5 separate regions of the Mus musculus genome follow, and regions 2, 3, 4 and 5 are each linked to region 1. Evidence: chromatin contacts called from public ChIA-PET, HiChIP or PLAC-seq and promoter capture Hi-C data. All regions are on one chromosome and are shown on one strand. Each heading gives the region's core, a stretch centred on a gene start, on an enhancer-like site or on the middle of the called end of the contact. The rest is flanking DNA. Distances are from core to core; before and after follow the strand shown.

Region 1 (4,000 bases), core at 1,312-3,811:
GAGGACTTCTACAAAGTTAGAATTCTGAAGCTGTGGAGCTTCCCACTGGACTCTGCACTTAAACAATTTAATAAATGTTTACACACTCATCCTCCAAGAAAACGAAAGAATGCAGACAGAGCTTTCTCTCCTCTTTCCTACCTGTGCCTGTAGCCTGCATTCAGTCCTTCCTCTCCCCTAATGCCTGCCCTTTCTTGTTCTCACCTCTGCTTAAGTACTCTAGACACACAATAGTGTTTTTATGACTTATTCTGAGATAAAGTTTTATTATAGCCGTCAAAGAACAGCAGCAGATACAGAAAGAGTGTAGGATAAATGCAAATCTTTTAAGTAAGAAAGTGTTGGTATCTAAATTCCAAACCAAAACAGCTCAAACTTTATTGTACGTCCACTGTGTCCAGGGCATTTGTTCACCTGCTGGACTGAGTTACTGAGCCTGGGTAAGTCTAACACCCTGATCTTCTAGTAAGCCCCCAGGTGCCCCATCTTTTGACACTGTGAGGAAAAAGACTAAACTCTCTCCCAGATGCCTCCCACCAAAGGCAAGTCAAAAATTAAAGAAAAATGGCAACGTGTTTTGTTTGGCCTTTCTTTTTGCAGAACCCAGGGCCTTGCACTTGCCAGGCGATGCTCTACCACTGAGCTACAGCCTCGCCTTTAGTTTTTCAGCAGGTTCTCACCAGGTGGTTTGGACTGATCTTGAACTCACTACCCTCCTAGACATCTCCTCAGGGCTGAGATTACAGGCCTGGCCCCTGACAATAGGAAAGTTGGTTTCTGATAGGGATCATTTTGGAATGCCTTCCCCAAATAACCCTTTGATATCTGGAAGGCCGAGTCTTCATGTTTCTCAGATCTTATTGATGCAATAATCTCTCCTAAAGGGAAATGTTCCATAATATTTACGATTGCAAAAAATAATTTTCCATGAGCCTGTCCCTACCATTTTCTGGACAAGAGACAAGTGAAAAGCCAGAAAGCAAAACTAAAGAAGCCAGCCGTGCTCTGTAAGAGGGTGAGCATGCGGTGAACCTACCATGAAGACTGGGTGCTACTGCCTAGTTTTATGTCAACTTGACCCAAGCTAGAGTCATACAGAAATAGAAAATCTCAAATGAGGGCTGGAGAGTTGGTTCAGTCATTAAGAGCACTGACTGGTCTTCTAGAGGTCCTGAGTTCAATTCCCAGCAACCACATGGTGGCTCACAACCATCTGTAATGGGATCTGATGCCCTCTGCTGGTGTGTCTGAAGACAGGTACAGTGTACTCATATACAAAAAATAAATAATTCCTTTTTAAAAAGAATTTTTAAAAAAATAAGAAAATTTCAACTGAGAAAAAATGACACACATACACACTAGACTGGCCTGTGGGCAAGCCTGTGGCAGGACCTCTGATTGATGTAGGAGGGCCCAGCTCACTATTACTATGCTATTAGCAAACAGGCCGAGCAAGCCATGAACAGCAAAGCAATGAGCAGCACCCTCCAGGGGCACTGCATTAGCCCCTGGCCTGGCCTCCCTGGATCATGGCCTACAAGCTATACACTGAAATAAACCCTTTCCTCCTAAGTTGCTTTTGATCAGTGTTTCAATAGAGCAATAGAAACCTAACTAAGACAGACTGATCAAGCTGTTCCATCTCACATTTCCTGTTCAGAATCTTCAGAAAGTTCTAAGCATTACCCAAAACTACACTATTGGGGCAATATGCTGGGAAACCCAACTGCCTGGACACCCCACGAATGACTTGGGGGAAGCTCTATACATCTGGCTTTTCCTTTGTGCACACACATTCTCCAAGTCGTCTGTAACCTCTATTCTCCCAGTTTCCCAGCTGTCAAGAAGAAACCCCTCCTAGGCTATGGGAATTGGGGGCAGATGTGTGTGGAGCCAAAGGAGCAAGCAGCTGTGTTCCCTGCTTCCAGAGAGGAGTCTCGGAAGCTAAGTCCAAAAACCATCTCCCTTGGTTTGGGAGAGCACTGAATTGATGTATAAACTGACATCTACTAACTTTTATAGACCCAATATGTAAATCAATTGTCACTAAGAGAAACAAAAAGGGATCCATTTTAAAAGTAGTTAATCATCCCTTTTGGCAAAGGAGACTCTCAAGTGGTCTCCGAAGAGATTCATTATAGAATAGAATTGTGTGTCTGCAAATTTAATTACAGAGGATGAAATGTGAAATTAATCCAGGCCTCCCGAACAGACTCCCAGAGCGCTAGTACGTTCGTCCGCTGGGTCCGGGTTCGTCCCACCGTGCTCGGACGGACAAGAGTCCGTGAACAGGAGCCCGCCCCGCGGAGCAGAGTTAAGGCCTCACCTCCGGTACTCCAAGTACTCGTCCACTGCCTCCGCACCACCAGGAGGCAACGTCAGCCGCTCCATGGCCGCGGGAAGCGAAAGGAGCCCTTGCCTCGAGCTCTTGAGTCCGCCCTGCAGCTGCCAGGCAGGATCCACCAGACCTGCGCGAGTAACAAACAGCCTTGCCGCCAGAAACTGCCCGGTCCCGCCCCCTTAGCCCCGCCCCGTCCTGGGCCCCGCCCCTCTGTTTCACCCGCTTAGTCCCGCCCTTGTCCCCCTCAGCTCCCGTCCTCTCCCCGCAGCTCCTCCCCAATCAATCTTCCCCCTCCTCTGGGCTCCGCCCCACTTAGCTCCGCCCTCATCCTTACCTCTCCCCAGCTCCCGCTCTACCCTAGCATCCGGCCTGTCCTAGCGCCCCTCTTCTTCCTTGTGCCACGCCCCTTGGCCAAGCCCCGCTTTGCCCCGCCCCTCTTGCTGCTCCAGGCCAAACGTCTCCACCAACCCTCGTGATTGCTTCCGTGGCCCACAGTCTACCTGGCGATCCTCTAAGGGTCCTTGAGCTTAATTTAGCTTGAGCTTCGCCACCCTACCGCTACCTGAGCCCTACAAATTGGCTTCTCCTGCATAGCCCAAGGCTGCAAAACAGATGCTGTTTGCCCACTTCAAACTTCGTGCTCTTCACTGCTTCATTCCCAGAGTCTCCTTAAGAATAAGTGCAGTGCCAGGATACAATGGGTTCTCAAAACAGGGTTTATATACCTCTTCCCATTTAATCAATCTCTCGAAATGTACGTAGTCTTGGAGAATTGGCCACTTGGAGCGGTAGCTAAGAGTGCTTGCTGTGCGATCATAAGTACCAGAGTTCAGATCCCAGCACCCACATAAAGAACCAGGCATCTCAGACTCTTAATACCCCAGTTTCAAGGTAGGTGGAGACAGAAAAATCAATGAGGTTTGCTGGCTTTCAGCCTAGACAAGAAAATCCCAACCCTGGGTTCAGGGAGAGACTACATGAAAGGATTAAATGGAGCATGATAGAGGAAGACACCCAACCCTTTCCTCTTGCCCACTGGCCTCAGAGCTTGTTTACACTGCTGCACGCACCCATTCACAATCACACACTTCGAATCAGTACATCTCTGAAGTGTGGGGGAGGGGTGTCAACGTCCATGTTTTCAGTATTACGGTTGAGGCTGAGAACTGAGCATAGAAGCTTAGTTGGACAGCATGAGTTTAGCATACTGAGACCCTGGGTTCAAGTCTCGATGCCACTGGAAAATAATAAAATATAAAACCAGCAATCCTGAGTACCAGTGCAAGTGACAAGGAAAAAAAAATGTTCTCCAAAGAAAATAACAGGTTAAGGAAGAACAAGCAGAAACAATTCAGCCAAGTTCTTGCCTTCCGGGTAGGAGCACAAAGCCTTTGAGCTGCTAGGTAAGCTCTGTACTGCCAAACTATACACCTGACTCCAAGATAAGTCTGTTTCAACATTTAAAAAGAATCTCCACGCATTTTATATAAAAATGGAATTATCATCCGTTAGTAATTTAGCTATAAGTTGTTCTGGCAAGCTGAAAAGGAGTAAGAAATTAACCGTTACTCAGGAGAAAAGAATTCTCAAACATTGTAGCTCTCTATGGACCAAATTTCTCATCCTTTAATCTTCTTGTTTAACAGATAATTGGATTTT
Region 2 (4,110 bases), core at 974-3,473, 530 kb after region 1:
ATCTGTAGTGCCAGCCACATGGCCTAGAGCATTTCCTCTGCATCTCAGATGTTCTGCTATGTTCTGTTGTCTATGGTGGAGTAACTGTGTGGGACAATGAGCTTGGAGCACAGTTGTGAGGCTGTAGGGCACTGTTTTATTGACACCTAAGTGTACACGGTTGAGTCAGGTGGGAACCTTCCTATCCATCCCAACCACCTTCTTTTAAAGTCACACTAAATTCTTCAAGAACGTTCCAGGGACCAGAGATCTTGTAGGTCAGAGTCCCATACTGTTGGAAAAGCTGGGGATGCAGAATGTGACTTTAGGCAGCCTTGGGTCCAGACACTTGTCTTAGCAGCCGTTGGGTCCATCTAACTAGGATAGAAGAACGGGGAGTCTGACGCAGTTCGGTGGGCAGATGGGTCCTGATCCTATTTGATTATTCTATAACCAGTCCATATAATCCTGCCATTGGATGGATTAGCATGGTTACTTTAATCTCTCCTCTCAATACATATGTTTTGCTGTTCTGAAAGTGTGGGTCTATCAGAAAGTCCTTTGTACCTATGACATAACCAGCTCAACCTAACCAGCTGTCGTTAAATACAATAGCACTCTTCTGACAAAATTCATCCCTGGATCCCCATAGGATGAGCATAAGGAAGTAAGAGAGCCAGAAGACAATGCTTCCTGCCTGATGCACTCCGCTTTCCCTGTCTTGAGGCAGGCATTAGAGGTAGATAAGCCCTGAGAGCCTTAACTGTTGATGACTACTGATGGCAAGGAGCTTCTGTCAGCCTGCTGGGAGAAGCATGGGACAAGAGACAAAGCTGACCTGCAGCTGCACAGGCGACCATTTCATCATTTGTCATGTACACAAGCACCAGACTGGCTTACTTAATTCAGGTCTTGTTTGGCTACATACTCTGGGGTGCCACATCAATGGTGGTGGTGGAAGGGAAGCAAAGGGACCGCCATCCCTGTGCTCTCAGACAGCCCTGGACCTTCATGATGCCACACTCACCACGATCCCAGTCCAGAAGGGGGCGCCTTCGGAATACATGGCTAAATAATGGCCTATGTAGAGGGTTCCACCCAGAACCACACTCAGAGCCCCCAGCACAGTCTGCACCACCTGGAAGAGAGAGGACTTGAAACACAGCTCTCCAGCAGCAGGGCTACCTGTTAGCTGCAACTGTCTGTACACACAGACAAAATCAACTCAATGTCTTAGGAGGACAGATGTATAGAGGAGGCCAGAGGAAAATATGGCCCAAATGAGGGTCCCTCCCTGGGCCCATCAAGCACGTAGCTACTCTCACCCAGGAGGCCACCAGCACTCTGCTGCTGCCCTGGCTCTGGGTGGAAGCGGATGCTGGAATCCTTAGCAATGAGCATCCGGCCAGCAGAAGTTTGGCCAGAGCAGACTCCTGGTGGATGTGCACATCAATGTGGGTGGGTTGTGGAGCCTCAGGGTCCACCTTGCCGACGACTGCAGTCTCCATGTCTGTGGACATCGTCTGTGAGGGAGAAAAGGAAAAGCAGGAAGAAATATTTGGCAGATGTTTCAGAGGCGGCTTGGAGTTGGGGGCTAACAGAGACACAGAATGGCTGCCCCTGGCTGTGGAGCTGTATCTTCAGCTCTTTTGGAGGGTTGTCTGTCAGGGAAGCCTGATGCTGGAGTACCCGCTTCACCCCACATTTGCTTTGTGCCCCACTGCCATGGTCTTCAGGAGCCTGATGTTTGGATCAAGCAGAACGCACACAACCTATCTCTTCACCCAACCTCTGATTGGATCTCTTCTCCCCAGCATTTTCTGAATCCAGGTCAGAGGCCAAGCCCCTTAAACAGTGTCCCCCTCTAACTGCCCCATAAGCTTCTGTTGCAATTATCTCTTCCCTACCAGGGTCCCAGGGACCACCTCACCCAGACGCCACCATCTCCTTGGATGAACGACAAGCACTGACTGACCCTGTCCCCACAGAATTGAGTGGTAGAGATGGAGGCCATACCTGTCCCTGGAGGCACACCCCAGTGTGTCCACTCCCCTAGCAAGCTCGCAGGGCGTCAGACTGGATGGATCTGGATGGACTGGGAAACGAGCTATGCTAAAGTGATGGTGGGCTGTCTTACCTGATTCCTCTGGGACCGGGGAAGTGTGCAGCAGGGAAGGCCAGAGCTCACACAGAGGCGCTGGCAGTAGTTGAGAACTTCAGCCCTGGCAGGAGGAAGAACCTGGGTGGGAGCCAGAAGGGGAGGGGGAATGGGCAGACCTCAACACTTCCTGGCAGGCAGCTGGGACTGAGGGCCCCTTTAGGGGTTTTCCAGCAGGCAGCTCCTCACTGGGCACTGGAGAGCTGGAGAAGGTGGGCGAGGTAAGAGCTGGGGTTGGCACTGATTGTTCCTGTGGAATCCTTTGATTGCACAGTGCTCTCTCTCCCAGTCAGGGATAGAGCTTTCTGAGCAGGTGCTGGCCTGTGCCACCTTGGGTGTATGAGTGTATCTGTGTCACCTGTATCCCTGCTCCAGCAGGCCTGATCATCTACTCCTGATGGACCCCCCTCAAGTGGGGCCCTTTCCTGTCAGCTACTTGCTGGCAAACTGAGAGACTCCATGTCAGGCCCCATCCCTCCACCCCCTTCTTGCTCTCCTCTCTCTGGGGTCAGCTTTAAGCCAGCTCCTCCCAGACCTCTCAGTTCCAGCCCCACCCATCGCAGAGGACAGCAGGTGAGACAGGACCCTTCACGGCCCCTTGGTAGCCCCCTTTTGAAGCATAGGGTTCCTTCTTCTCTGGAAGAGTCTCCAAGTCTACTCCTCAAGCTCCATCTTGGCTCAGGATGCTTCTCCTTCCTTCTATCTCTGCTTTCCTGTAGGACTCTGGGGAGGGAGGGATGTGTTGGACAGAGGATGTGACTCTGGAAACAGGGCTGAGGCTGGGGAGGTCAGAGTCTGGCTTTACCTTCCATAGTTATCAGTGCCTCACGCCTGCGTTCTAAGAGCAGGGCCTTTGAGACCACGCAGAGGTGGGACAGCTGTGGGGACACGGGGTGTTCTTTTTCTTTGTTTCTGAACACTGGGAGGAGGGATATCAGAGAGCCACTATCTGGAGCGGTGCCAGAAGTGGTGAGAGGCTTCTTGGTGCCTAGGGCTTTAGTTCCTGCTCTGCAGAGGAAGCAGAGGGATTCTGGGTGGCCAGGGCAGGGATAGCACTGGGGGTCTAGAGGGGGCCAGCACCCAGACAACTGAGACTTTATTCCTGGAACCTCAAGGGAAGGTGTGAACCTGAGGCCTTCATTTGTGTTTCTCTTCGTCCCTCCTGAAAAGTTGTCAGACTCCTGTGCTTTCGGCTCTGAGGTGCACGGGTGAGTGGAAGGTGCTCCGTGGCGTGGGGGAGAACATGAAGGGATGCAAAGGGAAGTGACTGGAGTGGCCGTCAATATCCAGTCAGAACTGATGCTTAACCAGACTGCCCAGGAGAGCCACTGGGCAGAACTTCTTTTGGACAGAGGCAAGCCATCAGAGGGGCTAAATGGTTGTTATAAGCCCATAACAGGAGACAGTGGGAAGCTGTGTTAAGCTCTGTGCTGATTAGAATGGAGGCCACGCTGAGGAAGTAATCAGGCAGAATATGAAGACCTCATGGGCCTGCCTGAGGCCCTATGGAAACTCGGAACAGTGGTTTTATTCAGTGGGAGAAAAGTAATATATACCACAGACCACAGTAGAAACTGTTTTTCAGAAATTAATACCTGGACCAGCACCATAGGTCCTTGCCTCTGTATCTACCAAATTATGATATACAGTCCAAAGATCAACATCTTTTTTAAAATTACTGCATGTTTGTAATTTAAACATGCCTGTTCATGTGGGTGTGTGACTAGGGGTGCATATTGCCGGTCGTAATTTTCAGATATAAAAGAACTTCTATGAAAAAAATCAGGACATGTGAGGAGGAGGAACTCACAAAAGCATAAACTAAAAAATGCCTTTCAAAACAAATAGCCAGCCAGCCACTGAAACGGTGAGAGAACCAAGCTGGAGAGCCAGGGAAGAGGCTTTATGTGGGGAGAGTCCTGGGGAATCGTTATTTTTATTTTTCAGACAGGATCTCATTGTGTATACCTGGC
Region 3 (4,369 bases), core at 1,159-3,658, 540 kb after region 1:
CCTCCATTACTTGGTCCTTGGACATTTCTCTGAAAGGCTGCAGGTTCAAGGCAATATATATATATATATATATATATATTACTTTGATTATATTCACCCCATTAGCCTCTCTTGTTCTCTCTCCCCTCTCCTGCTTGCCCTTTTCCTTCTCCATAATAGTGTTGTTTCTCCAACTATGTCAAATATATAGACATGTATTTATACATACATACATACATACATACATACATATATATTCAAGTACATAAGATCTAGATCCTGCATATGAGAAAATGCATGTGGTATTTTTCTTTTCCTCCATTACTCTCCTTGTACATTATTCTTTCTTCCTTGTCCTCCACTTAGGTGTCTTTAGCTGTGTGACTTATTTCTGGGCCCTCTAGTCTATTCTATTGGTTTGTCTACCTGCTTTTTTATTTTTTTTGCCAGTACTATGATATTCTTGTCAATATTCTTCTCAAATGTCTCTGTATTATAACTTGAAATTGGGTATGATGATAACTACAGCCTTACTTTTATTCTTGTTGAGGATTGCTTTGACTGTATAGGTCTTCTGTGGAGTCTTGAATGTAAACCACTCCGGCCACTATGGGAATCAATAAAAATTCTTTGAAAAAAATTTAAACTGAAATTATTATATAACTCAGCTCTCTCAGCTATACGGATCATATATATGGCTAAGGGTCCATAAGTCAATGTCCCAAAGATATATTTGTACATTTATGTTTATTACAGCACTGTCACAGTTGCCAAGTTTTGGAATCAGCCTGGACATCTATGGATAAAGAAAGTGTGATGCAAATGTATGCTAAAATTGTTATTATTATCATTCAGGGAACAATGGAGTTTTATTTGACCATATAGAAGAATTAAAGAATGTTTGCATTGTTCTTGCTTTTCTGAGACTTTTGAGTTGCATCGTTAGGTATTGGTGACATCATCTCTGATTATATTTTAACTGTAAAAGTTCTTTTATTTTAATTTATTCATTGGTAATTTCATATGTGAATACAATGTATTTAGAGTGTATCCATCCCTTGCCCTCCCTCCAAGTCTATGACTTTAAAATGCAAACACTCATAGCTGTGTTCTTCCACTTTAGAACTGTCTTTCCTCCAGCCGGCAGGACGGCACAGAAGATAAAGATGCTTGCCACATAAGCCTGGTGACCTGCGTTTGGTCCCTGGAACTCACAGAAAGATGGAAGGAGAGACAACAGACATCTCCACCACGCTGTCTGACTTCCACACTCGTGCTGTGTCGCCTCCTGATCTCTGCACATGTAATGAGGGCAAGCTTTCAAGAGGAGCTGCTTTTCGTTTTCATTTTATTCTAGAGTTTTTAATTTTCCTTTTTGATTTTTTTGAATGAACCTTTGACCACTTAAGAGTGTACTGTTTAGCATCCATATGTTTGTACAGTTTTGTTGTTTCTCTTGCTATTGATTTTTTATTTTTATTTTATGTGATATGATATTTTCATATTTGTGAGACTTGTTTTGTGATTTAAATGTGGTCCACTTGAGGGATAATTATATGGACTGCTGAGAATAATGTATATTCTACAGTTATTGTATAGAATACAATAGAATTATGTAGATGTCTGTTAAATTTGTTTGATCTATGGTAGAGTATAATTCAGAAATTTCTCTGATTTTTTTAACCCAGATGACCTATATACTGATGAGAATAGGTTTTTTTCACTCATTTGTTGTTATTGGACCATCTGCCCCTTTATATCTGGTAGTGTTTGCTTTGTGAAGTTGGCTGCACCAATGTTCAGTGCACCTATGCTTATAGCAATAATTATATCTTGATGAGTATGTCCCTTAATTAATATAGGGCGGGTTAATTTTCTTTTCTGAAAATGTGTCCATAATTATTTCTATTTGTCAGGAGCTTCTACTTTAGTATTTTCTATTTGGTATTTTCACTTCTAACCCTTCCTTTTCAGTATGTCCTTGCCAGTAAGTTCCAAATTTTGCAGACAGTGAAAAGCTGATCTGGTCTTTAAATCCAGTCCTAAAGCTGAAAAGATGATACACATAGCACAGAAGTCGCGGAGGGGAGCGTGGATGGTGGCATGTGGGATACTGCAATGGGAAGATGGAGCACAGCAGAGCATGAGTGAGATAGGACAATTGGGTACCCACGGTGCCCCACATCCTCCTTTTGCCACTGTCTTGTGTCAGGGGCATGGCCCCAGAGTCAAATGCAGGGGCATGTAGCCAAATAAAGCTTCCAGGAATTGAGGACATTTTGTTCTCATGAAAAACAGCTTTGGATGTCTCTTATTTCCATTCCTTTGAGACTTGGGGTAAGCTGGAGTGTATGGAACTGGGGGTGGGGTGAGAGAGATTCGTGTGGAGCTGTGAGCTGGAGCGATGAGGCAATCAACAAGGATCCCTGTGGCAATGTAGGGCAAACACTGGCGGGACTTTGGACCTTAATCGTGGGGAAAGGGAAGCGGTTAGAGCAGTACAAACTTTACTTGATACATTTTTTAAAAGAACGTGAAATCGGGGTGGTGGGGGGAGGAGAGTGGGGAGAACTGGGGAGGGGTTCAAGATCATTTGGCCCTGGTTGTTTGTTTTTTGTTTTTGCTTTGTCAGACAGACTAAATTCAAGGACTGGACAGTAGCCTAAACCAGTAAAAGTTCAGAGAGGACCACCAGGCAACTCTCTGCCCAAGGTGACAGGAAAAAAAAAAAAAAAAAAGACAACACAGAGAGAAAAACAGGTTGGCCACAGCTCAGCCTTCCTCTTTCATGGCCGTGTCTGGACCGGTGACCACCTCCACCTCCGCTTCGAGCATTGGTGCCCTGATTGGCTGAGACTCGTGTACTCACCTTAAGACTCTACTCACAAGTTAGGTCAGGGAATCCATCTCTATATTAAGCTACAGTGTGCCACTGACAGAGGCAAATTTAATTTACTTTACAGGTTTGTACATATAAACCCGGCAGTTGACAGTAAACTTCAATAGTGACAGCACATGTCTGCCTTCTGTACAGCAATGCTATCAGAGGCCAGTGGGAGGCAATCTCCAAATATTTGTTGGGTAAATAAATAAACAGCATGAAATGTTTTGATTTAGTGTGTTTTGAGCCATCTGTATTTGCCAGTTTGTATCATGACCACCGTGACCTATCTGGGCAGTAACTGAATTTGGTGGAGCTCTTGAGCATCACCATAGAGAGGGAGAAGCACCTTGGTTGCTCTCCCACCGGCTTTGGTTGAGACTTAAAAAACGGGGAAAGCTTTATGAACCACTGAGTGGGCATTAGTATAGAATTTCAAAACAGATGGCCTCAGCAGCCACGCCTACTTTCTATTAGCAGCCCTAGATTCATCAGAGACCTCTTTCATTTCTGACAGGCTAAATGTCTTCAGATCCAGGAATAAAGCATGTGGCTCAGACTTACCTATACTGCAGATCATATACCCTGGCGTGTGGCTTCAGGCATAGGCACACAGCCTGACTTAGTCATGTCAGCACACCTATGGCTTCTGGGTCACAGATTCAGCAAAGGCTGCACTTGAAGCCTGAGGCTGCGATGTAGGGTCTATGGTTGCTCTTTGCTGTCCCACGCCTGCCTGGGGCTGCCAAAGATCACCCTGAGCTTGAAGATGAAGACCACGAGCTGAAATCAGACCCTAGAGGGGAAAATTTCTCCTGTAGTTGTTCTCCCAGGTGCTGAGCTGACCCAAGCCTGAATCCCCCTGCTGTTGAACAAGTCCTGATTCTTACACAAGATGTTAGACTCACTAGGGTGCAGTAACTGATGTCTAAATGGTTCCCTCTGAATATCTAGGTCCTGGCCCTATGGGGCAGCACTTCAAAGCCTCCTGTAAGGGTGAGTTTCTGGGGAGACCCCAAGTGAGCTGTAAAGAGGTGCCACGTGGAGAAGAAGGAATTCACATACTCAGGAAGCAACTCTTGTTGGTCAAGGGTGCCTTCCTCAGGAAGCTGCACATAAACTCAGGCTCTGCAAATGCACTTATAAAATATATGTGTGTGTCACATCACAACACTGACTGTGATGTGAATTCTTTTACAGCACAAACAAGAAGGTATGTGATTCACAAACAACCAGCTGTTGAATGATCCCTTTCCCTTTTCAAGAGGCCCTGATTCCCATGTCTAGTAAGACAGAGAGACTGGGTGTGCATAGACCGAGGTTGACCTTCAGCTTCGCAGTTTGTCTAGAAAAGCATTCCCTCTGCTGCTTACCACAGAGTGCAGAACGGGAGTTAAAGGCACGTTCCCTGTTGAGCCTACCAAATGGAGGATGCTATAGTTCATGTTAGCATGGGCAGAATATGGAACATATTTAAATTAAATATTATTAAAAATGAGGCAGCAGCAA
Region 4 (4,363 bases), core at 715-3,214, 680 kb after region 1:
AACAAAGGCTGACCAGGATAGAGCCCTTGACACTCCTCCCACACCCCAGGCCCGACTCTGCATCTCCATAAATGCTATCACCACACAGACCATGGCTCTTGCTGAGCTTTGAGCTCTACTCTAGTCTTGGTTTCCTGCCTTGCATGAGCCCATCACCAAATCCCAATGACTACATTCAGAAATCTCATTTGTCCCTTTGTTTCTACCTTCATGTTGATCAGACCCATTGCTGTTCATTGTCAGCCCAATCATCCCTTCCTTGGTCCCTTCACAACTCTACCACCAGATCTCACTTTCAAAATAAAATTTCATTTTCATTTTCTTGCTTGAATTCCCTAGCAGCTTTTGATTCTCTTTAGAGGATAGTTTGAACTATTAGAATGGTCCAGAAGTTCCTTCATGGACATCTTTCGCTGAAGTCACTGACCTCCCCTCTGTTCCCAGGACCCTTGAAGCACTTTTATCTCCTATGCTTTCTCAGAATTTTCCCTTTCTGGGGGCACTGCTCCAGCCCATCCCCCAGCTGGGGCTGCTCTGCCTCTACTTCCTGAGATGCTCTCTCCAATGGCTCTCTCCTGCAGCAGTGCCAACCTGAGACTCCACTTTTGAGATCACTTGCTTTTGCTGTAACTGCACAGCAGCATTTCCTCATCGAAGACATGATTGTAACACGAAATCATTTTTTAGCATATGACTGTCTCCTCTTTGACTCTGTGACAGGAAACTTTCCAGGCACAGACACAGCACTGGACAAAGGGCGGGTCTCAATTTACTAAACAAGCAAATTGACCTTCTTGGGTCTTTACCTCTCTCTGCTTGGGGGTGGCCTGTGCCACCCAGCCATCCTTCCCTGTTAACCAAGACACAGTTATGTAGAAACACTCAGCTCATTTGAGTGTTTCCTCTACCTAATACACATGAACACATTTGAAAACTCTGGAGCCAACTACAATCAGGACAGGTTGGAATGCTCCTTGGTAAGGACAGAGTCCCCACACAGGGAGCCCTCAGATACAGATGTGAAGCAGAACTCTAGATGCTTCTTTTGAAAGAGGCTTTTTATGCCTGAAGGCCAGGTGGGTGGAAGACAGCTTCTCATAAACTAAAAAGAAACCACAAACTCACACAAAGCATTGGTTCTTAGCACAGACTTGATTTGGTGATTAGCAAGGAGGCCCAGTATCAATGGTAGAAAATTTCTCAAAACTTTCTCGGGGTCGGGGGAGACAGAGGGCACAGGGTGACAGAGGAGCTCTTTAGACTCTAATTCATCTGTAAAACCAGGACCTGTGTTTCTGTAGGTGCAGATTTCATTGACTAAGTCATCCCCGCTCTGCCTATGACCAAACGTCTACTACTGGCTTCAGAACAGTAGCCACAGTAAACATAACCTCCCTACTTAGACCTACCTGGAGGGAGCTCAGCTCTTCTAAGAACTCGGGGGGGAAATAGTTTCCCCAAGAGGCAGGTTCCCTAGGAAGCAGCTTACAGGAAAAAGATAAAGGCTAGTGCTAATCCCAACATTATGGCAGCTTGGGGGAGCTGTGCCAAGCTGAGCCTGTTAGGGATCCTCCGCATCCCTGCCTTCTTCCTGCCTGCTCTCTCCAAGCTAACTCAGTCATTCTCTTCCTGGAAGAGTCACATTTAAAAAAAAAATTTTTTTTTTTTGACCAGTGCAGGAATACTTTCCCTGTAGAAAAAGTGTCCTCCTCAAAGCAGCGAACCCTGAAGCACACAGGAATTTGTAGAACTCAGCCTTCAACTCGGACTACAGCCTAAAATTATCAGGCTGGAAACAGAAGCCAATGAATACAATTCCCAAGAGCAGGTCTGTCAGGAGGTTTACTAGACACAGCTAGTAGAGAGGCCCCTTCCTCACCAAATTCAACACCCACATCATCCATCCCTATTCTCTTACCTGAAAATCTGGGTCCTTTGACCTTCTCTGATTTCGAAACAATACTAAACACCAAGAAAACAGAGTAGCAGAGAGGAAGCGAGGGGGAGGAACTGTGGAAATAGGAGTGTGCAAGGGACCCACCCATCTTCCTAGCAAGCTGCACTGCAGAACGTTCTGCAGTCCTCTTGTTCTGTGTCATCTCATGTGGTACCCATGGGCTGCTGGTAGCTACTTAGCACTTGGAATGTGATAAATCAATAGTCACGTTTTTTCACCACCAGGACTTTAGTTGACTGCAATATGGTCCATCATAGTAAATAACGGTCAGTCAGCTCTTGTTTGGCAGAACAATCTGTAAATGTGAATGACAATGACTTGGCTGGCAGTGATATTGAATCTCCTGTATGTTTGTTTAAGAAATGAGAGAAAGGGGGCTGGTGAGATGGCTCAGTGGGTAAGAGTACCCGACTGCTCTTCCGAAGAACCGGAGTTCAAATCCCAGCAACCACATGGTGGCTCACAACCATCCGTAACGAGATCTGACTCCCTCTTCTGGAGTGTCTGAAGACAGCTACAGCATACTTACATATAATCAATCAATCAATCAATCAATCAATCAATAAAAAAGAAGAAGAAGCCACTAACTTCTGGGCAGCTGAGCTTAAAAAAAAAAAGAAAGAAATGAGAGAAAGAAATAATTGAGTAAGAGAGAAAGAGAGAGAAGAGAGCTCCTTGTTAATAGCATATAAATAGAATCTACTTTTTTTTTTTTAAAGATTTATTTATTTATTATATGTAAGTACACTGTAGCTGTCTTCAGACACTCCAGAAGAGGGAGTCAGATCTCGTTACAGATGGTTGTGAGCCACCATGTGGTTGCTGGGATTTGAACTCCGGACCTTCGGAAGAGCAGTCGGGTGCTCTTACCCACTGAGCCATCTCACCAGCCCCTAGAATCTACTTTTAATTTGGATATTTAGGTATTTTTACATGTCATATAATTCATGATACAGTTGGATTTAAATAGCACATCTATATCATATCTCCTCTCCTCAGGGGTCAGGGCTTATTACAGAAGAGGGGTGAAAAGACTGGAGTCATTGAACACTGCAGTGAAACACTATTTGCTGGATATGACAAGGTCATTTCACACAAAAATTTGCATGGACCAAAACCTCAGTGCTGATGGGGAAGGGCTCATGAACTCTTGCCCTATCTAAGGAGAGCTGTGGGCAATTGATTGCTGCTAGTGTTTGTGTGTGTGTGTGTGTGTGTGTGTGTGTGTGTGTGTGTGTGTGTGTGTGTGTGAGAGAGAGAGAGAGAGAGAGAGAGAAAGAGAGAGAAGTTGTGAAGTTTTTTTCTCAGGAGCACTGCCCCTAAGAGGTTACCCATTTGTTGGTAGATGATTCCACATCTCTGCACATATGGACAGCACTAAGTGGAGTTTAGATTTTTTTTCTTAAATGGGGGAGAGAGACAGAGACGACAAGAAGTTGGGAAGGAAAGGAGAGGCCTAGAGAAGGAATCAGAGGGGACAGACACTGGAGTGGAACTAATCCAAACACACTATGTGACTGTATACAATTCTTTAACAATACACAGTCACAGTCCTGCTACCAGATTTCTTCTTGTCCAACCTGTTCTTTCTCTCCTCTTCTCTATTATTCTGCCTACTTTGGGGCTGATTCTTGTGTAATTTCACTTTTATTTCCACTTGTTGATTTTTTTCAGGACCTCCCCCTCTCTCTCTCCCTCTCCCTCCTTCCCCTCCCCCCTCCCCTTGCCCCCTCCCCCTCCCTCTCCCCCTCCCCTCTCACTCCCCTCCACCTCTCTCTCTCTCTCTCTCTCTCTCTCTCTCTCTCTCTCTCTCTCTCTCTCTCTCTGTTTGCTTCAGGCTTCATGCCTACCTCTTCAACTTGGGACAGTCTCCTTTCAAATTCTATTCAATCTCTCCATCCACACACATACATATACATATATACACACACACACATATATACATATTAGAAGAACCTCATGTCCTCATATCTCCACACTGTTTTCGCATACTTGACATCCACACAGTTTATAAGCCCCAAGGAACCATCCGCTCTGGGGAGTTACTCAAGCAGAGATCAGCAGGAAAGAGCTTAGATTTTGGATCCCTAACACAACTAAAAATAAGAGTGATTGGCGGGGGAGTGAGTCAGATTACCAACCCTCCCACCAGGAAAATCTATTTATGAAGTGACTTTGATTTCCACGTTCATCTGTGAAATTTAGTAACTTGGCACAGAGTCACCAGGCAACCAGGTGGTTCTGAGAGAGGTCCTGGCAAACCTCAATTCTTCACCATGGGCCTTCTAAGCCTCCTCTCACCTTTCCATGTACTGCCCTGTGCACTGAAGGGTCCCATGTTTGAAACCTTCAGTAATTGGGATGCTGGGCGCACAGATGTCCAGATACAGTCCCAGTCCAGAAAGA
Region 5 (3,792 bases), core at 560-3,059, 600 kb after region 1:
GGAGGGCTCTCTAGAGTAGCAAGTCAAAAGGAAAGCATTTGTTGAGGCTGAGAGGCGACGGTTAGCCTTCAGTGAGTAAGAACTTTTTATGTGCAAGCATGAGAACCTAAGTTGGAATCCCCAGCATCCAAATAAAAATCTGGGCATGACTGCTTGTGCCTGTAATCTCAGCATCGGGCGCAAAGTGGCAGGTCCTAGAGCTCCTGGCAGTCAACCTAGTAGAAATCAAGAATTCACTGAGAGATCCTATTTCAAGGCAATAGGGTATCGCAGTAATAGAAGACACCTTCAGTCAGTCTTCTGGCTTTCCTGTGTTCACTCAGGAGCATGTGCACGTGCGAGCTCAGGCACATCAAAAATAAACAAACAACTCCCCCAAACCACTGTTCAATATTTCCAGACTGGGCAAAACAGAACACAGCAAACCAGCAGGTAACCAGCAGGGGGCAGTGTTTGCAAGACGTCGACGCCAGTTCCCACTCCCTTCCTACAGTTTTGAGCCTCAGGCTCTTGTTCTCATTGGCTGCAGTCTGGCTTCCTTTCCTGCTGACCGTCCCTTCACAGCAGGATGCACCTTCCCTTTGGAGGCGTGGACCAGAAAGCTGCAGTGAGAAAAGGTTCCAAACAATCCCTGAGTTCTGTGAGGAAGAAATCACACTGCAGGAGCTGAGGTGGATTCAGGAACCCACAAGAGCATACATGTCAATTAAAACAACAAAACAAAACAACAGCCAGGCAGTGGTGGCTCACACCTTTAATCCCAGCACTTGGGAGGCAGAGGCAGGCAGATAGTTCTGAGTTCAAGGCCAGCCTGGTCTACAGACCGGGACAGCCAGGGCTACACAGAGAAACCCTGTCTCGAAAAAAACCAACAAACAAAACAAAACAAAAAGCTAAGGATATGAACATGCAGGTTATAGGAACAACATCTATATTCATTTCACCCAAATAGATCCCATATCCCACTCTCCTCCTTGAACATTCTTTTGTTTAAAAAAAAAAAAAAATCACCCAAACTTGGGATTGGAGGGATGGCTCAGTAGTTAAGGAGCCTTACAAGTGTTAATAGTTCCAGATCCAGGGGATCCAGCAGCCTCTCCTGGCTTCTGCAAGCACCAGGCATGTGCAGAGGGCACTTGCATACATGTAGGCAAAACACTCATACGCGGAAAAGAACAGCAAGTGAATAAAAAAGTGATCTGAACTCAAACACACGGCTAAGTGGAACTCCTCCAGGGAGGAGACCTGGCTCACTCCGGATCCTGAGTCCTGCAGGGCAGCAGGCAGAGGCACAGGGACTTGGGATTCCACTAAGTGCTGTTGCTTTGCCTAAACCATACTATAGACTGGGTAGCTAGCTTCATGGCTTCTGTGGAGACAAGGTCTGCCCAGGTGAGAAAACCTAAGCCTTGTTCTCCCATACTCTCCCTAGAAGCCAGGGTACCTTAGCCAGGCTCAAGCATGATAGCTATTGATCTGTCCAGTGGGCCCTGGAGAGAGCCACTTTAGGCTCAACTGCCACCTCAAATTCCATCTAAGAAGCTACCTCCGGATGGCAGAGGTAAACAGCAGAGCAGAAGAGATGCATGCTGTCTGCCTGGTGAGGAGGAGCAGAAGCTAGAGTCTTGGGTTGCCCATGCTTTTAGACTTCTAGATTCTCTTAGGCCCATAGAGAATACTTTGTACACAAACATCTCAGTGGTGTGGCCGATGAGGGTGGAGCAGGAAGCAGAACTTTTTTTTTTTTTTTAAATCAACCTTTTCCACTGGCTGCCTTCTTCAGTGGCCCTCAGAGCACCCCTTTTCAGAGAAACTCATGTACATCACCCTTTCCCACCCCTCAGGAGACACCGTCTTCCTCCCCCTGGAAGACAGATCTTGTGAGCTGGCCTTCACCTCTTGTAGCTCTTGTACTTTTACGAAAGACTACAAACCAATGTGAGAGGCTGCCTAGGCCTGGAAGGTAGCTCCACAGTGGCTATAGATCTTGAATGGAAAGATCCTCAGGAACTCACCAGGTAACAGGGATCTTGTGGTGTGTGTGTGTGTGTGTGTGTGTGTGTGTGTGTGTGTGTGTGGTGTTCTTCTATCCTGCTCACCCTTAAATCTACCAGTAACAATTAGTGTCAACCTGAAGGGAAAGACAACTGATCTTTTTTCATAGACTGTAGAGAAATTCCTGTTCCCCAGGGACTTTTAGTCTTGTCTGTGGAACATCAGTGAGTTTTCTCCCTCACAGAACAAGGCTAACACACCACTGAGGACTCAGGAGAGGTGGACTCTTAGACATTCTCCTTGCTTTCCAAGGGCGAAAGGGAGCAGACAAGCTTCTAAAGCAATTTCCCTAGAGCTGTCAGCCAGGCTTGTATTGAGTGTCTGGGAACCAGAGAGCAGCTGGAGGGGAACCAGTCTTTGGGACGGGGCATCAGACCGGGTTTTGTGAGCTGGGAAATTAGAGTTGTGGCAGGAAGATGGAACGTGGGCCCCATGGGTGATCTGAAGTTCATACACTACCCATCGTCCAGAAGGAACCCTAGCTGTCTGACTAGCATTCGCTTTATCCAGTCGGGGTCAGGACTCTATCAATGGATAAGAACAACCCCAGGCTCTTCCCCAGAGCCTTGGGTTCCTCGATGTTGGAGAGCAAAGGGACACCAGATGTCTTTTTCCATCACTGACTGTGGTCTGCACTCTCTGACTGGCTAAATTATCTATTGGCGTATCATCTCACTGAATCCAGTACTCACTGAGTGGCTGGACTGGCTATCTTATCTCCCCGTCCCCTGCAGGTTTAATTTTCTTTCTTTCCCATCACTTTTCTTTTTCTTGGTGAACATTCACAGTGCTGGGCAGGAGGGAATTTGTTTTGTTTTGTTTTGTTTTTCGAGACAGGGTTTCTCTGTGTAGCCCGGGCTGTCCTGGAACTCACTCTGTAGACCAGGCTGGCCTTCAACTCAGAAATCTGCCTGTCTCTGCCTCCCGAGTGCTGGGATTAAAGGTGTGCGTTCACTCAGGTTCATCTGTTCACAGAAAGCATTTGCTGTTTGTTTTGGATAAAGTAATACATTCTTTAAAGACCAGTCAAAGCAAACAGAATGAAGCTGCAGGCAGTAAAGCTTTTATTCCCGGAAAGGACCCCATGACCATTGCACACTGGTTTTCCCTCATAACAGCATGACACATTTTCCCCATTAGGACAGTTTGTTCTCAAGATGCTGTGGTGAAGGATATGGGAAAGAAAGAATGATATTATCAGTTTTCTCAAATGAGACCAAGATAATCTGCACAAGGCCAACACACAAGTCTGTGACCTTCTCACAGTGCTTCTAAGTGTGGCCTGCCCATGCCCTCTTCCAGTCTCTTCCAGTCCTGCATGAGGGAAGCACTGCCAGGGGAGGGCCTCTTAGATATGGGGAGCTCTTCCACTTTTGCTAGCTCCAAGGTTCAACCAAGGGCCAGAAATAACTGACACACACACACAAACACACACACACACTGACTTCTTAAAAAATAAACGAAAGGACTGACAGGTGTGTGGGTGAAGTGGTGGAGTGGTAGGGGTGGGCTGACACTTGGATCCTAGTGGGTGGGGACAGGGCACACTGCTGTCTTGAAAAAATGGTGGCCCAGCATAAAATGAAGGGGACCGCGTGGGAAAGGGGTACAGATGAGAAACAGCAAGGTGACAGTCATTTTGCTGGAACTGTGTGGGTTCAGACTAGAGAAAGCACTGGAGAGGAAAAAAAAATGTCTAAAGAAAAAGGCTTGAGAAGCAATGTTTCCACTCTTGCT

Evidence for each region. Promoter capture Hi-C pulls out the DNA fragments that hold promoters and counts their contacts. ChIA-PET counts read pairs in DNA pulled down with a chosen protein or histone mark. HiChIP or PLAC-seq counts read pairs in DNA pulled down with a chosen protein or histone mark.
Region 2: a promoter capture Hi-C map of stem cell-derived epiblast-like cells shows a contact between it and region 1, with 5 times the contacts expected there. The contact joins the promoter of Tmem176a here to the promoter of Fam221a in region 1. A contact is called at or near these places in 5 of 39 promoter capture datasets (the C10 cell line, the HPC-7 cell line, embryonic stem cells and 1 more), 4 of 484 Hi-C or Micro-C datasets (embryonic stem cells and muscle stem cells), 1 of 115 datasets of contacts at active chromatin or transcription factors (pancreatic cancer cells) and 1 of 9 other capture datasets (embryonic stem cells).
Region 3: a contact with region 1 is called in a FOXA1 HiChIP or PLAC-seq map of pancreatic cancer cells. The contact joins the enhancer-like site here to the promoter of Fam221a in region 1. A contact is called at or near these places in 2 of 39 promoter capture datasets (embryonic stem cells and stem cell-derived epiblast-like cells) and 2 of 115 datasets of contacts at active chromatin or transcription factors (embryonic limb bud and pancreatic cancer cells).
Region 4: a contact with region 1 is called in an RNA polymerase II ChIA-PET map of memory CD8 T cells, with 12 read pairs. The contact joins the promoter of Gimap4 here to the promoter of Fam221a in region 1.
Region 5: a contact with region 1 is called in an RNA polymerase II ChIA-PET map of memory CD8 T cells, with 9 read pairs. The contact joins the promoter of Gimap3 here to the promoter of Fam221a in region 1. A contact is called at or near these places in 2 of 115 datasets of contacts at active chromatin or transcription factors (embryonic forebrain and memory CD8 T cells) and 1 of 9 other capture datasets (pancreatic islet).

What each region holds. Positions count from the first base shown.
Region 1 is chr6:49,366,300-49,370,299 of GRCm38.p6, reverse strand. Fam221a (family with sequence similarity 221, member A) reads right to left here and starts at 2,561. Exons shown (of 7, transcript NM_172727.3): 1 at 2,327-2,561. The coding sequence starts at 2,391.
Region 2 is chr6:48,839,596-48,843,705 of GRCm38.p6, reverse strand. Tmem176a (transmembrane protein 176A) reads right to left here and starts at 2,223. Exons shown (of 7, transcript NM_025326.4): 1 at 2,117-2,223; 2 at 1,305-1,502; 3 at 1,007-1,117. The coding sequence starts at 1,499. It overlaps Tmem176b (transmembrane protein 176B), which reads left to right and starts at 2,332. Exons shown (of 7, transcript NM_001164207.1): 1 at 2,332-2,710.
Region 3 is chr6:48,823,235-48,827,603 of GRCm38.p6, reverse strand. No RefSeq gene overlaps it. Among named protein-coding and RNA genes, the nearest start is that of Tmem176b, 16 kb to the left of the region's middle. Within about 2 kb of position 2,408, at least 31 of the 459 cell types and tissues checked have an H3K27ac peak or open chromatin away from gene starts, as enhancers often do. A contact at or near this core is called in pancreatic cancer cells, where this site is marked.
Region 4 is chr6:48,682,179-48,686,541 of GRCm38.p6, reverse strand. It overlaps Gimap4 (GTPase, IMAP family member 4), which reads right to left and starts at 1,964. Exons shown (of 3, transcript NM_174990.4): 1 at 1,919-1,964.
Region 5 is chr6:48,768,868-48,772,659 of GRCm38.p6, reverse strand. Gimap3 (GTPase, IMAP family member 3) reads left to right here and starts at 1,809. Exons shown (of 5, transcript NM_031247.3): 1 at 1,809-2,018.